Linked DNA regions of Muntiacus reevesi: region 2 is linked to region 1. Evidence: chromatin contacts called from public Hi-C data. All regions are on one chromosome and are shown on one strand. Each heading gives the region's core, a stretch centred on a gene start, on an enhancer-like site or on the middle of the called end of the contact. The rest is flanking DNA. Distances are from core to core; before and after follow the strand shown.

Region 1 (6,361 bases), core at 2,852-5,351:
GTGTAAGTTTCATAAACACGTTTATATCTGATTCTGACAAAATTGAAAGATACAGAAAATACCCAATATCTTCACAGTCCAAGTTGCCTTATTTATCATCTTGAGAATGGCCATGTTCTCTAAAATAGAATTTTTCAAATGAGAACTCGAAAGATTTCACCTGAAATATGTCTACCAAAGGTGATTTTAAAGCATGGCTCTTTAGGTTAACATCAAGAAACAGATTAACACATAAGATTACAGAATCATTTAAAACATGCAATGTAAGGTAGTTCTTTATATCTACCACAAGAACAGACAAAAATCCTGAATTAGCTTTGCTGTTTCTAGAAACATGTATTAAAAGTTTCTATCAAAAGCCGAAACAGTAACTTACATACTGTAATGAGAAAGCAGAGGAAAAGACCTCTCGACAATATACAATTTAAGTTACCTTCTTTTTTGGTTGGGGGGCAAGACTTAACATCTACTCAAACATGCAACAGAGTACTGATAACTATATTCACCACGCAGTGCACTGGATCCCCAGAATTTATTCATCCCGTAACAGGTCTGAACCCTTAGGCCAAACCCCCATCTCCCCACCCCTCAGTCCCTAGCAACCAGGGTTCAACTCTCCACTTCTCTGAGTTCAACTTTTTCAGATTCCACATATAAGTGAGATCACACTAGCATCTGTCTTTCTCTGCCTAGACAGCAATTTTAATACTCGATTAGAACAGCATCAATCATATTAACTCCTTGGAAGTTTCTCTGGGTCCCATGGGATTAAACTGGACCTGAACAGTCACTAAACATTCCCTTACCTTAACATAGCGATCCTGATTTTCATCCACATACTTAAACAGGGTGGTGAGGGCCGACATCTTTCAACCAGACCGCAGACCCTGGAGACTCCTGGAAGGCAGAAGAACCTGTCAGTGCTGCCTCGAGACAGGGCCCGACTGATCCCCAGACCCGGGAGGCACTTGTTAAGGATCATAAATTGCACCCCGCCCCGACAGCACAGGACACAGCCGTCACGAGGGCTCCAGGAAGTGACCTCAGCAGAGACAACGGCTCGGGAAAGCAATCAGAGGCTCAGGCTGATCTCCATTCTTTCTTTTTTTCTTTTTTTTTCAGAAGGAAACACACCCAGGAATTGTGTGACAGAATGGCAGGTAACTGAAGCAAGGGCCTGAGTTGAAGACAATCTGATATAATTAAAAGCAGGTACTTTCCAGGAGTACTGATATACCACTGTTCTTAACACTTTTTAAAAAAAACTTAATTTTACTCTCAAAGCACACAGAGAACTTGCCACTTACTATTACCACAGAGGAAAGAATCACTCCAAGGCGCTCAGCAAAAATGTCACATGTGTCCCTACACTGCAAACCAACAGCATAGCACCCAAGATCCAAGGAGAGGAACGTGGGTTCAGGTTAAGGAAACTGACAGCCCAGGTCCAGAAACGGCCAGGACAGCATGTGAAAGTCCACCGGGGCCTGATTAGGGAAGAGAAACGTCCACCTCCCCAGGTGCATTTTTGAACGTCCAGCTTCTGTGTGAGACCAAACACATCCTGCTCTACCTTACTGACACAGGGGAGAAGGTGCCACTTGACTCTGCATCTTTAAAAACTGGAACCCACGTGGGATAAAGAAAATCCCAGAACTGGGACTTTCAGAGGGGGTTCCCCTCGCTCCTTCCAAGTAACAACTCAGCTTCCATCACGTGGCAAGATTCAAGCCTCAGCAGTGACTGAGAAGAGTTCAGGGACCAGGAGCAAACTCGGCACCGCTGGGACGGGAAGTATTTCACAACTGCAGCTCAGAGTCACAAGACCCTGCCAACTGATCTCTGGAGGAGACACCAGACAGGCACCCACGTATGGACACACTGTAGTTAAAGAGTATCTTTTTCTCGGTTTAGGACTTTGAAGTCATTTCTAAACAGAAAGAAGTGAAAGTATTACCTGCTCAGTCCTGTCTGACTCTTTGTGACCCCGTGGACTGTAGCCCAACAGGCTCCTCTGTCCATGGGATTCTCCAGGCAAGAGTACTGGAGTAGGTGGCCATGCCCTTCTCTAGGGGATCTTTCTGACCCAGGAATTGAACCCTGGTCTACTGCACTGTAGGCAGATTCTTTACCGTCAGAGCCATGAGGAGCTCTAAACAGACGACGGACTTAATTCAGAATCACAAAGTCTGGCAGCAGACTGTGGATGTGCAGTCAGAGTTCAGTAAGGAAAATCCTCTTCCAATATCAGCGACAGAGCACACAGACCTCCCAGCCAACTCAGGTTGTTTCAGCTGAGGGTCTTATCTCAAAGCTGCGGCTGCTGCCGCTAAGTCGCTTCAGTCGTGTCCGACTCTGTGTGACCCCATAGACAGCAGCCCACCAGGCTCCGCCGTCCCCGGGATTCTCCAGGCAAGAATACTGGAGTGGGTTACCATTTCCTTCTCCAATGCATGAAGGTGAAAAGTGAAAGTGAAGTCGCTCAGTCATGTCCAACTCCAAGCTACCCCATGGACTGCAGCCTACCAGGCTCCTCCATCCATGGGATTTTCCAGGCAAGAGTACTGGAGTGGGTTGTCATTGCCTTCTCCCGTATCTCAATGATGGGGTCAAAAATGCTGAGGCACTGCACATAAGTCAAAGTTTTCAATCACAAAAGAAACCTCTATTTAGCAGGAAAATACGCTAAGTCAGGTAATTTTCATTTGAGTTTCTGGTCATTAAATAGCACAGATCCCACACTCACTGTGATAAATTCTCATTAATACCATGTTCTTTGTGGCCTGATTAAGCAATGGCCTTCCAGCTAAAGTCAAAGATGGAACTATCAAAGCTGCACTTCTTTTTTTTTTTTTAAACCAAAGGAGAGTAAACAGAGACCAGATTGTTCAGCACGGCCTGCCACCTCACCAGGCCGGGTGAAAAGCTACTGCTGTTATGAACTGCTCACCCAGAGGGGTGGGGCCGGGTCCATTTCTCCCTCCCACTCACAGTTCAAGTTTTTCCTGTTTCACTACTGCCAGCACCAAATCCATTAAGTGGGACCACTTTTATATGTCCTGGTGAACCACACTGAGGAGGGTAAAAGTCCTGAGCTGGAGGGAATAAAAGCAAGTATTACCAAATTGAAGAGTGCCAGGCACACTGCACTCTTGGAATCTAAAATTCTAGGGAGAAACAGCCTCGGCAGTGAACTAGTGTGAGAGGAAGGAGTGACAGGGTAGCACCCGGGACCATCCAGTGACACCTATAAAAGATTCCTTCAGTTATGAGTGCCCCATCCTGTCCCGCATTAACTCAAGACACAGGAAGAGACTTAACACACACCAGAATCTTGGCTTTAAGTCTGCGTAAAAACCACTAAAACGGGGCGGAACCCTCTAGTTTGTCCAATCGCAAACATACAGGTCTACAAAATGACCCTCGGCCACTCCTCCCTGCCAACACCAGGGACGACAAAGGCATGCAGAAACCTCCACCAGATCGCTGCGTCAGCACCAGGATCCTGTGAGGGCGGCGGGGGCGGGTCGGAGGCCCTGCCCGCGAGGACCAGGGTCTCAAGGACTCAGTGTAGGCCGACCGGGAACCAAGCATCACCGCACCTGACCGGTGGGAAGGCGGACGCTGCCTCAGAGCAACCTTCCGGCCTCAAGTGCGGGCGGGGGGCTAGAGACCCCCGACTCCGGGCCTCTGCCCCGCGGGCGCAGCACCAACCTTCGACCACCGCCAAGGGCTCCGCGGGGAGAGCCAGGCTTTCGTTCTCTGCGGGCCTCGCCGCGGGAGGGTCAACAGGCCGGCGCGCCCCCCGCAGTCTCAGAGCCCCGACCCCCAGGCGGAGCGGGCTGCGTTTTGACCCAACACCCTCTCCTGCCATTTGGGACGGCCACGCGCCGGCCCTCGGGGCGGGCCGGCATCAGCGGCTCCCCAACCGCGCCCGGCCTCCCCTGCTTCTCCGGAGGCGGCCCGCGGCCCCACATCCCGGCATCGCGCCCCGCTCCCGCCGCCCTCAGGGACCTCTCCGCCGGGAGAAGGCCGCTCACCCGCCCGCAGCTGCAGCGCCGGTTCCGCACCACGTGCCCCGGCCACGCCCCCCGGGACGGACCCGCCCCCACCGGGCCCGCCCCGCCCGCCAATCCCGGATCCCTTCCGGAAGAGCCGGCGTCGCCCCGCCCCCGCCTCCGTGCCGTCCATCAATCCTGGGCCTTTCTGGGAATAGCGTCGCCCCGCCCTGCCGTCGCCCCGCCTTTCACCACGCGGTACGTGACTGCGGCGGGGCGGGGCTGAAATCGGGGAGGCGGGGCTGAAGCCGGGGAGGCGGGGCTGAGGCCGGGGAGGCTGGGCAGGGATGGGGCGGGGCTGCAGTCGGGGAGGCGGGGCTCCAGAGCACCTGCCCGGGTGGTGACCTTCCTCTACCCACTGGTGCCTCCACGATGAGGTTTGAGAGGTGGTCTTTGGTGCAGCGGCGTCTGAAGTTGGGGCTCCCACCCCCCCCGAACCCTCAGGCTTTGGGAGAGGGGAAAAAAAAAACCCAGACCTCCCGCCGACAGTCTCATTCCCGCGGCCCAGCTCCTAAGGGACGTGCGGAGCGTGCAGCGGTTTCACGCTTTGCCACTTGTTTCGCCAGTCCTTCGCCAGTACCATGACTGAGTGAGGAAATATTTTAGTATTTAAATTCAGTAATCACAGGGACTAATGAAGGAAGTAGAGCCACTTTTATTTATTGAGCGTCTGCTATCATCTTTTTAAGCCCTCCAAGGATCCTTGGGGGTACGATTATCTGTTAAGAGTGGTGGTGCTGTTCAGTCGTCCAGTCGTGTCCGACTCTTTGCGACCCCATGGACCGAGCACGCCAGGCCTCCCTGCTCTTGACGGTCTCCCGGAGTTTGCCCAAGTTCACGCCCACTGCATCGGTGATGCCGTCCAACCGTCTCATCCTCTGATGCCTTCTTCTCCTTCTCTTAGAGTACTACCCCCCATATTTGGCAAAAGTTTTACCGCCCCTACATTCTGTATTGTTGTTGTAATAACAAGTTTAGTGGTTGCAAGAGATGTAGTTTCCCACATACTGTAAATATGTTACAAAATTTTATTAGAAAATTTACCTAAATTTTAACATGGTTTGTTTTTCCTTCAAAATCCTGTTTCTATCAACATCTCTCACAGAATTTTGTCAAGTTGTAACACGTATCTACCTGAGTGATAGCTGCTCAGTCATGCCTGACTCTTTGCAACCCCATGGACTGTAGCCTGCCAGGCTCCTCTGTTCATGGAATTCTCCAGGCAAGATTACTGGAGTGGGTTGCATTTCCTTCTCCAGGGGATCTTCCCGACCCAGAGATCCTGCATTGCAGGAGAGTCTTTACCATCTGAGCCACCAGGGAAGCCTGCTATTAAGAGACATTTCTAAGTATAAAGACAGGTCAACTTAAAAATTATCAGCAGATACATGCTTGACTTTATCTTAAAATCTATAAACAATACATTAGAATATGTAATGAATCCATACACCTTTTCCAAAGGAATACCCAAGACGGAAATAGCAATAAAGTTATAAATGACATTCATCAATCAGATGAGATAATTTAGATGAAGCTTTTCTCTATACAAAAGATGCGGACTGGGCAAGTGGTCAGGAAGGAAATATAATGTGCTTTTAACTTTGTATGAAAAATAAAGTTCAGTTCCACATTGCTGAACATAGTTCTGTTTTTGCCAAATAAATCCTCTACTTCATGTTACTGTCCAAAAGCTTTATTAAAACCCCGCTTCTGACCTTTGTTTTGGAATCTGTTACTTTTGTTGCCACCTCCTGATTGCTGTCCTCTGGAGCTTCTACTTCTTTCCTGCTGTCCCCTGACACCTCGGCTGCCTTCCCGCTGTCCTTGGAAGCTGCGATATCCTTCCCATGAACCTTCTAGCTCTGGTTGCTCCGTGGCCACAGAAAGCTACCAGAGCCATGAATCATGCCACTCTTCCTGTACTTCTGTTACTGATGCAGTAGGGAAATCAAAGCAAACACCCTGCTTTCCTTTGAGAAAGACCATTCCCTTCACTTTGAAATCAATATCCTCACCCAGCTGCTTTTTAAGTTCTTTCCAAGCATAACTAATGTTTGGCGTTTCAATTGAGCACCACAAGATCATGGTCACAAAGCCCGCTTCTGAGTTGATCAAGGAGCGCTGGTCTACCGATGTGGTACCGGAAATGTGGGCCAGGGCTGCTGCCAGGGCTTCCACATGTCCCTTCTCCTCAATCAGCTTCTCGGCTGATTGCTTGACGTGACCGATTGCAGTGGGAGGTACAGAGTCCAAGAGCCTGATGGCATCTTTGCTAGAAGCTTTTATTATCTCTATTGCAAAAG
Region 2 (6,361 bases), core at 2,302-4,801, 220 kb after region 1:
GGGGCACAAGGAGTCAGACATGACTGAAGGACTAACACATTCACTTTTTCCCTCTCGCTGGCTTGGTCCTCTTAGCTTTGTTACTGACTCTCTTTAGATGTCAATGTTCTTCTGCACGCAGGATAGAGACCGCACCCAGCAAGAGTGGTTCTCCTGAGACTGAGCACACAGTGCTCAGACCCTGGGCAGAGTGTGTGGTGCGCACTATGCTCTCAGTAAGCTCCAACAATTCCTACTATGATCATGAAGTCATGAATCAGGTTTTTAAAACGACGGGACACTTAATGCATGAGTTTAATATGCTGGTATAGTCTAAGCTTTTACAATTAGAATTGAAATGTCCCTGTATGGACCTCTGGGTGCTGCCCATAAATCAAAGCATTTCAAGTAGCAAACAAAGAGCTAATGACACAATCACAACCCAACCACTCTGATTTATTATTACATAAATTTCACCAGTCTCGGAACCACTATGTGACTTCTGCCCACCACTCCCCCGGTTCACCCAACGTTTTTTCCTCCCTATTGTCGGAGTCTGTGTAACTCAGTCTTGAAGACTAACCTCGGGATGCGATCTGCACTTTTCTAGGGCTTTCCCATATATCTTATTCGGACTTGATGAAGAAAAAAGTTCTCTGAAGATCGTGTAAAACAAGCCACCTGAAAAATCACAGAAAAAAGAGATCTAGCAAAACAAGAACAAGACAAATGGAGAGTGAAAAAGACATTCAGCGGGTTTATACTTGCTGTGATTTCAACCTGTAATGGTGATTCCAATAAGCACCACTATTAAGTAGGTAAAATCTCTTCCGGCTTCTTTCACTGTAAAGAGAAAACACCCCTGGTTACATGTGTGATGGACAGGAGCCGGATGCTCTTGGCTTCAGGATCTCCAGCAGGTGAGACGTGGGTTTGGGACACGGGAGGGGTCAGTGCGTGTTCTGCAGCAGCTGCTGTCAAATCTGCACATCAGAATCACCTGAAGAGTTATTTGGAAAGAACAAAAGCCAACTCTGGGAGCAGGGCTGAGGAGTCGGTACTTTAGGTACTTGATCTTAATGCCTCCTTAGTGTCTAAGATGAGGAAATCCTTTGCTCCAGTTCCTTTGAACCCTCCCACATGAAGTGGCAGCTCACGCCTCCCAGTTAAAGGCTAGCTCTTCCTCCTGCTCGAAGACCTGGTGGGGGCTTCCACCTTGCAAGACACATGCTCTGGCCAGGGTACAACATAACTGGAAGGAAGGAGGAAACGGGCCCCCCAACCCTGAAGCGGCTGGAGGCCCCACCAGCAGAGCCAGCTATATCCCAAGGGAGATGGGAAGGGGTGCAAATATAGACCAGGACGAGTGGGAGCTGGCCTATCAGCACTCTCTGATCAAACAGTGAAGTCTGACAAGTAGCCTGGGAGCTGATGCACAGCTCGGCTCACGCTGGGAAAGACGGAGTGAGCATGGGCCACGTTAAGTGAAGCAAAAATGACAGCACTGCCACGGTGAGCTGTGGGTGTGGTGGAGGGGGTGTCACACACCAAGGCCGGCTGTCCTGAGGGAGGGCCTGGAAAACACTGCTCACAAGGTTATAGAAGGCGGTGCTCTGACAGTCCTGGGGATGGCCCAGCACTGAAGCCAGGTGGGAACAGTCACAGCAATGAACAGCTCGGTTTCTGGACCTGAACCGCTCTTCACTCCTGGCATTCATTTACTGAAGGAAGGCCAATTCCATCAGGAGGCACTTGAGCAAGTATAGATTCCCCTGGTCCTTCACCAGGGCCCTTGGCCATTAACTTGGTGACCCTATGCTGGAAAAGGGGACACTTCAAGGTCCACTGGACAGAGTCTGAGCTGACATCAATAACTAAAGAGTCTCTGTGGTCCCTCTGTTAAGTACCTGTGGTGGCTATGTAATATAAGAGCCTGGCATGTAAGAGGGTCACAGCTACCCAGCTGGACTTACCAGATGGTCATTTCCCTGATTTTCAAAGTATAACTGGAACGGCTATACTCAGTCATCAGCAACAATAGTCCCTAAACTAGGTTCTTTGAGGTGCACTGCCCACCATACCATAATGAGTAAAGTCCAATGGAAGCCTCTAAAACTGTCTCCCACTGATCAAAACAGTAAATAAAAAACAGCACTGCATCTAAGGGCCAAATGTGAGAGATAGTCCAATTCCTGGAGACTAAAGACAGGTGTGGTTGTCCTAAGAGGTAATGGCTTGGCTATTAGGAAACTGAAATTAGAAATACTCACATTCAATTTTTAGTTGTGTGAAACTGGGGAAATAAGCCTTATACATACTACTGAGTCCTGTCTGAAAAAGTAAACGGTGAGATTCAAATGAGATGAAGTAACACCTGGGAAATCTACTTGTCTGTTAAGCTCTCTCCACACCAAAAAATAAAAGTTGAGAAAAATCTTACAGACATTATTCAGCAAAGTTGTATCAAAATCAGCCTTCAAAGGTCAGTTTTCAAATCTTGGGAAGAAAATTGCAGGCCTATCTTCTCTGCTTCTGAACTGTGTTGAACAGTTCTACCTTTTAATTTGCGTGAACTGTTTATTCTCGGCTCTGAACTCATATAAAGGGCGTTGGCAGCTCCCGTCACGTTTGCTGAGAGACTGATCGCTACACGGAATCCCCTTTACCTTTTTGTGACGTCGAGAGGACGGTTTCCCCGCCCTGACTCCTGTGCACAGACACTTGCTTGCTACCGTCCTCCTTCGCGCTCTGGGGGCTCCGTCCTTGCGTCCAGATGGACCTCTGGGTGACTCCCCAAATACACCTAGGTCGCGCCGTCGCCTTCTGCTCTTGCAGCCCCCATCTCCACCTGGGCTCCGTCTGCGAGCAAGCTCTGTGAGGCACGGAGTGTGGCAGAAACCAAGGCTTCCCGGGGCACCCGTGCAGCCTCTCCGTGCACCGCACAGCTCGCAGGAGAGTGCAGATCATGTTCCTGGAAGGCCGCCCCGCTCAGGGAAGACGCCAGCTATGAAGAGCAGACCTTCGCGACCGGCCACACACCCGGCCGGGCGCGGGATTGAGCGTCGCGTCCACACCGGTGACGCTGCACGGGCGTGTTCGGCAAAAACGTTAGCTCCAGCTGCGTCAATCAAGACAGAACGTCTCCGGAAAGGAGCTGACGCCCACTTGCCCTTCCCTTCGGCCCTCCTTTCACTGGACTGAAAGTACCTGGATTCCTTTCTCCGCTGACATTCACCCGATCCTCGCCAGGCCCCTTGCAAAGGGACCTGGAAGGCCGCTAGTACTCCTGGGAGTGGTAGTTCGAGGGCGGCACTCCTGCCGGAACTGCCGCGGTGCGGGACGCTCAAGGACTACATCTCCCACAGTGCAAGGCGGCCGGGGGCGCGCGCCGACGCCTCGGGGCTTCCCACACGCCCCTGCGCGGGCACCGCCCGACTCGGCCTGACAGGAAGGCGGGGCTTTGTTGGTGGCGGGCGGGATGGGAGTCCCTGGCACTGCGAACTTCAGGAACTTTTAAAAATCAAGTTCGCGATTACAAACCGCCCGTCCCGGTGTCTCTCTAGAAGGGGCCGTGCCAACTGGGGAATTCTCGGTCTGACTGTGGCCCTGCTGTTGCCTCTGGGCAGACGATGTAGCCTTTTCGTCTGGTGTTCTTTTAAACAACTCGGGCAGGAAGCAGCGCAGACTACCCCAGAGCTAGCAGGTGGGGAGGGCGAAGCCGCTTCAGAGCCCGCCCGGGCCACAGAGTGTGGGCTACCGTCTAGCCGCCGCCAGGCGTCCTTGGCGTCGGCGTCGACGCTGACGCCGTGCCCGCGAAGCCGGCTGACAGGCGGAGTTGTACTCGGCCCCGCCCCCTACAGCGCCTCTGCGCACGCGCCAGCGACGAGGGGTTCCAGAGGAGGAGCGTCGGCGCTGGGTATCCATGGCGACCGGACGCGGCCGGCTCCTGCAGCGGCAATGGCAGTGCCTCTTGGCGCGGCCCCAGCCGCTTGGCTGCTTTGGCTCAGCTTTCGGGAGCCCCGGGGCTGCCGCGGGGCGCGCAGGGTTCAGGTGACTCTCCGGGGGTGGGGTGCGGTGGGGGAGGGTGCCCGGGAGCCCCGACGGGAGTAGCCCCTCACTCCCCCGCCTCCCTTTCTCTTTATTTTCTTTGATTCCGACCTGTTCGCGGGAAAGGTCTGGAAGGACGAAGAGAGGAAGTGTCTAAAACTTGGGAGCGTGGGGTTACCCCAAGTCACGGTACAAGTCGAGGAGCTTCCGTGGAATATTGTGTCTCCTCGGTTCATTCAGTTAGTGGGCCCTGGGGGTACGGCGTGAGAGCCCCTAGACCCAGAGCAGCCCTCGCAGAGAGCCGCCGCGTGGACGCGCCCACCTGTGGGGGCAGGTGCTAATCTACGCTCTCCCGCGCCGGGTCGCCGGCACTGCCCCCCTCCAAAGCGTGTTCCCGAAGTTGTTTCCTAATTCTGGGGCCGGGGGTCACCTTTTGTCTTTTTTATGACTTTAGAAAAGTCGATAATACTTAACAAAACATAATCAATTTTCTCTCCTGCCCCCAGTTCACGAACGGAGGACTCAGCCCCTAATCAGGTAACGCTGTTAGGCAGGCTAGTCTGGGAGCTGCACCTTCGCCATCGAGGCAAGATTTGTGTTTCTAAGCAGACCCCGGGGGGATGCCTTTTGTTAATAGACATCCCTACATGCTCGCTCCCTGATTCTTTTCTGCAGTCTTCCTGTCCAAGCGGAGGAGGGGGGGGGGTGGTGGGGTGTGTGTGTGTGTGTGTGTGTGTGTGTGTGTGTGTGTGTGTGTGTGTTGTTCTGGTGACAGGGGGCTTGTCTTCGCGGAAGAGGGATGTGTGTGTGTGTGTGCGCGTGTTGTTGTTCTGGTGACAGGGGGCTTGTCTTCGCGGAGGAGGGATGTGTGTGTGTGTGTGTGTGTGTGTGTGTGTGCGTGCGCGTATTGTTGTTCTGGTGACAGGGGGCTTGTCTTCGCGGAGGAGGGATGTGTGTGTGTGTGTGTGTGTGTGTTGTTGTTCTGGTGACAGGGGGCTTGTCTTCGCAGAGGAGGGATGTGTGTGTGTGTGTGTGTGTGTGTGTGTGTGTTGTTGTTGTTGTTCTGGTGACAGGGGGCTTGTCTTCGCTCCAGTTCTCTCGGGGTACCCTGGGCCTGAAGGGTGGTCCTCTTCTGCAGTCACAGAAGGAGATTGGAGGAGTGAGGTGGGGAAGGGGCAGGGCGCAGGAGGTGGCAACTGCTTTCCAGAAGGAACTTCAACTTAACTCCAAGGACAGTGGCTCGCTTCACAGAGTGAGTGGCCCAAGTGTCGGAGGAAGTATCCCTGGTGCTCTCTTCATGTCTTATTACATCTCTTTCTTTCATCATGAGCTGTTCCTAGCTCTGCACCGGTCTTCCCAGTTAGATTGCAGGGTGGAGGAATAGTGCTAAGGACCGTTTGCATTCTTGGAGACTCTCTTTTTGCTTGTAGATCTCAATTTACGGATATAGAAAGTCTGCCATATTATGCCTTGTAATAAGCCAGATGTCTGTGTATAAGCACAGAAAAGGATTCTGTTACTAAGCAGTGACTAACACTACACGACTACTACTTACCAGCTCAACTACTTAAGGTATATTTTTTTTCCTCTGACTCTCCTGGACTGTCCTGTGTCCATCCTGCCGGGATCCATTACCCCTTTTACCCTAGTTTCAGAAGCAGGGCCCCCCTCCCTAGGTGTTACGGTGATAGTTGGTTCTTGAGAATAGCTGTTAACGGGCTGCATATCACAAGCCTCGTGACACAATGGTGACAATGCCTGCAAAATTTCTATTATGTAGGAGAGAAAGACAGGAATTTAAAGTAGGAAGATTGAACTTTAAATCAATTTGCCACTGTTACTAAAATTAGTCTTTATATATAAGGCTCTGTTAGTGGGAAGCAGGATGATTGTTACATGATGAATCTTCTATTACTTTGTAAGTTGAGTGAACTTCTTGTTGAAATGATGTAGTTAGAATGCCTGTAATTATGCCTGGCATGGAAGTGTGCATGGCAGTCTGTGATTTGGTGATATATAAATTCTTTTTGGTCAAGAAAAGTCAGATCTTAAGAATGGTTATAGTCTAAGTAGGTGGTTATTTTTAATGTCTCGAGGCAGAAAGAATTAGATTTTCATAAAGAATCACACAAAATGTTTAATATGTTTAAATCTTTTTAACACAAAATATGAATTTGTATAAATACATATCTTAAACTGTAAGAATATCACAGAAAGCTGTCAAGTTGGCTTAGTTTCTGCTTGGTCTAATTTCTTTGATTTATCAAATATTAAGAATCAGGCCCAGCAAGTAGGTTTTTAAAATATTGAACTTAATTCAAAGCAATCAGGTAAA

What was found. Hi-C and Micro-C count contacts between places; a contact is called where the count stands out from the background.
Region 2: a Hi-C map of muscle shows a contact between it and region 1, with 6 times the contacts expected there. The contact joins the promoter of FBXO15 here to the promoter of CNDP2 in region 1. A contact is called at or near these places in 2 of 3 Hi-C or Micro-C datasets (blood and muscle).

Annotation. Positions count from the first base shown.
Region 1 is chr4:4,359,359-4,365,719 of mMunRee1.1, forward strand. It overlaps CNDP2 (carnosine dipeptidase 2), which reads right to left and starts at 4,102. Exons shown (of 12, transcript XM_065932293.1): 1 at 4,041-4,102; 2 at 807-897. The coding sequence starts at 866. It also overlaps the pseudogene LOC136166240.
Region 2 is chr4:4,579,497-4,585,857 of mMunRee1.1, forward strand. FBXO15 (F-box protein 15) reads left to right here and starts at 3,552. Exons shown (of 10, transcript XM_065932300.1): 1 at 3,552-4,029. The coding sequence starts at 3,902. It overlaps TIMM21 (translocase of inner mitochondrial membrane 21), which reads right to left and starts at 3,234. Exons shown (of 6, transcript XM_065932302.1): 1 at 2,646-3,234; 2 at 760-822; 3 at 563-660. The coding sequence starts at 2,946.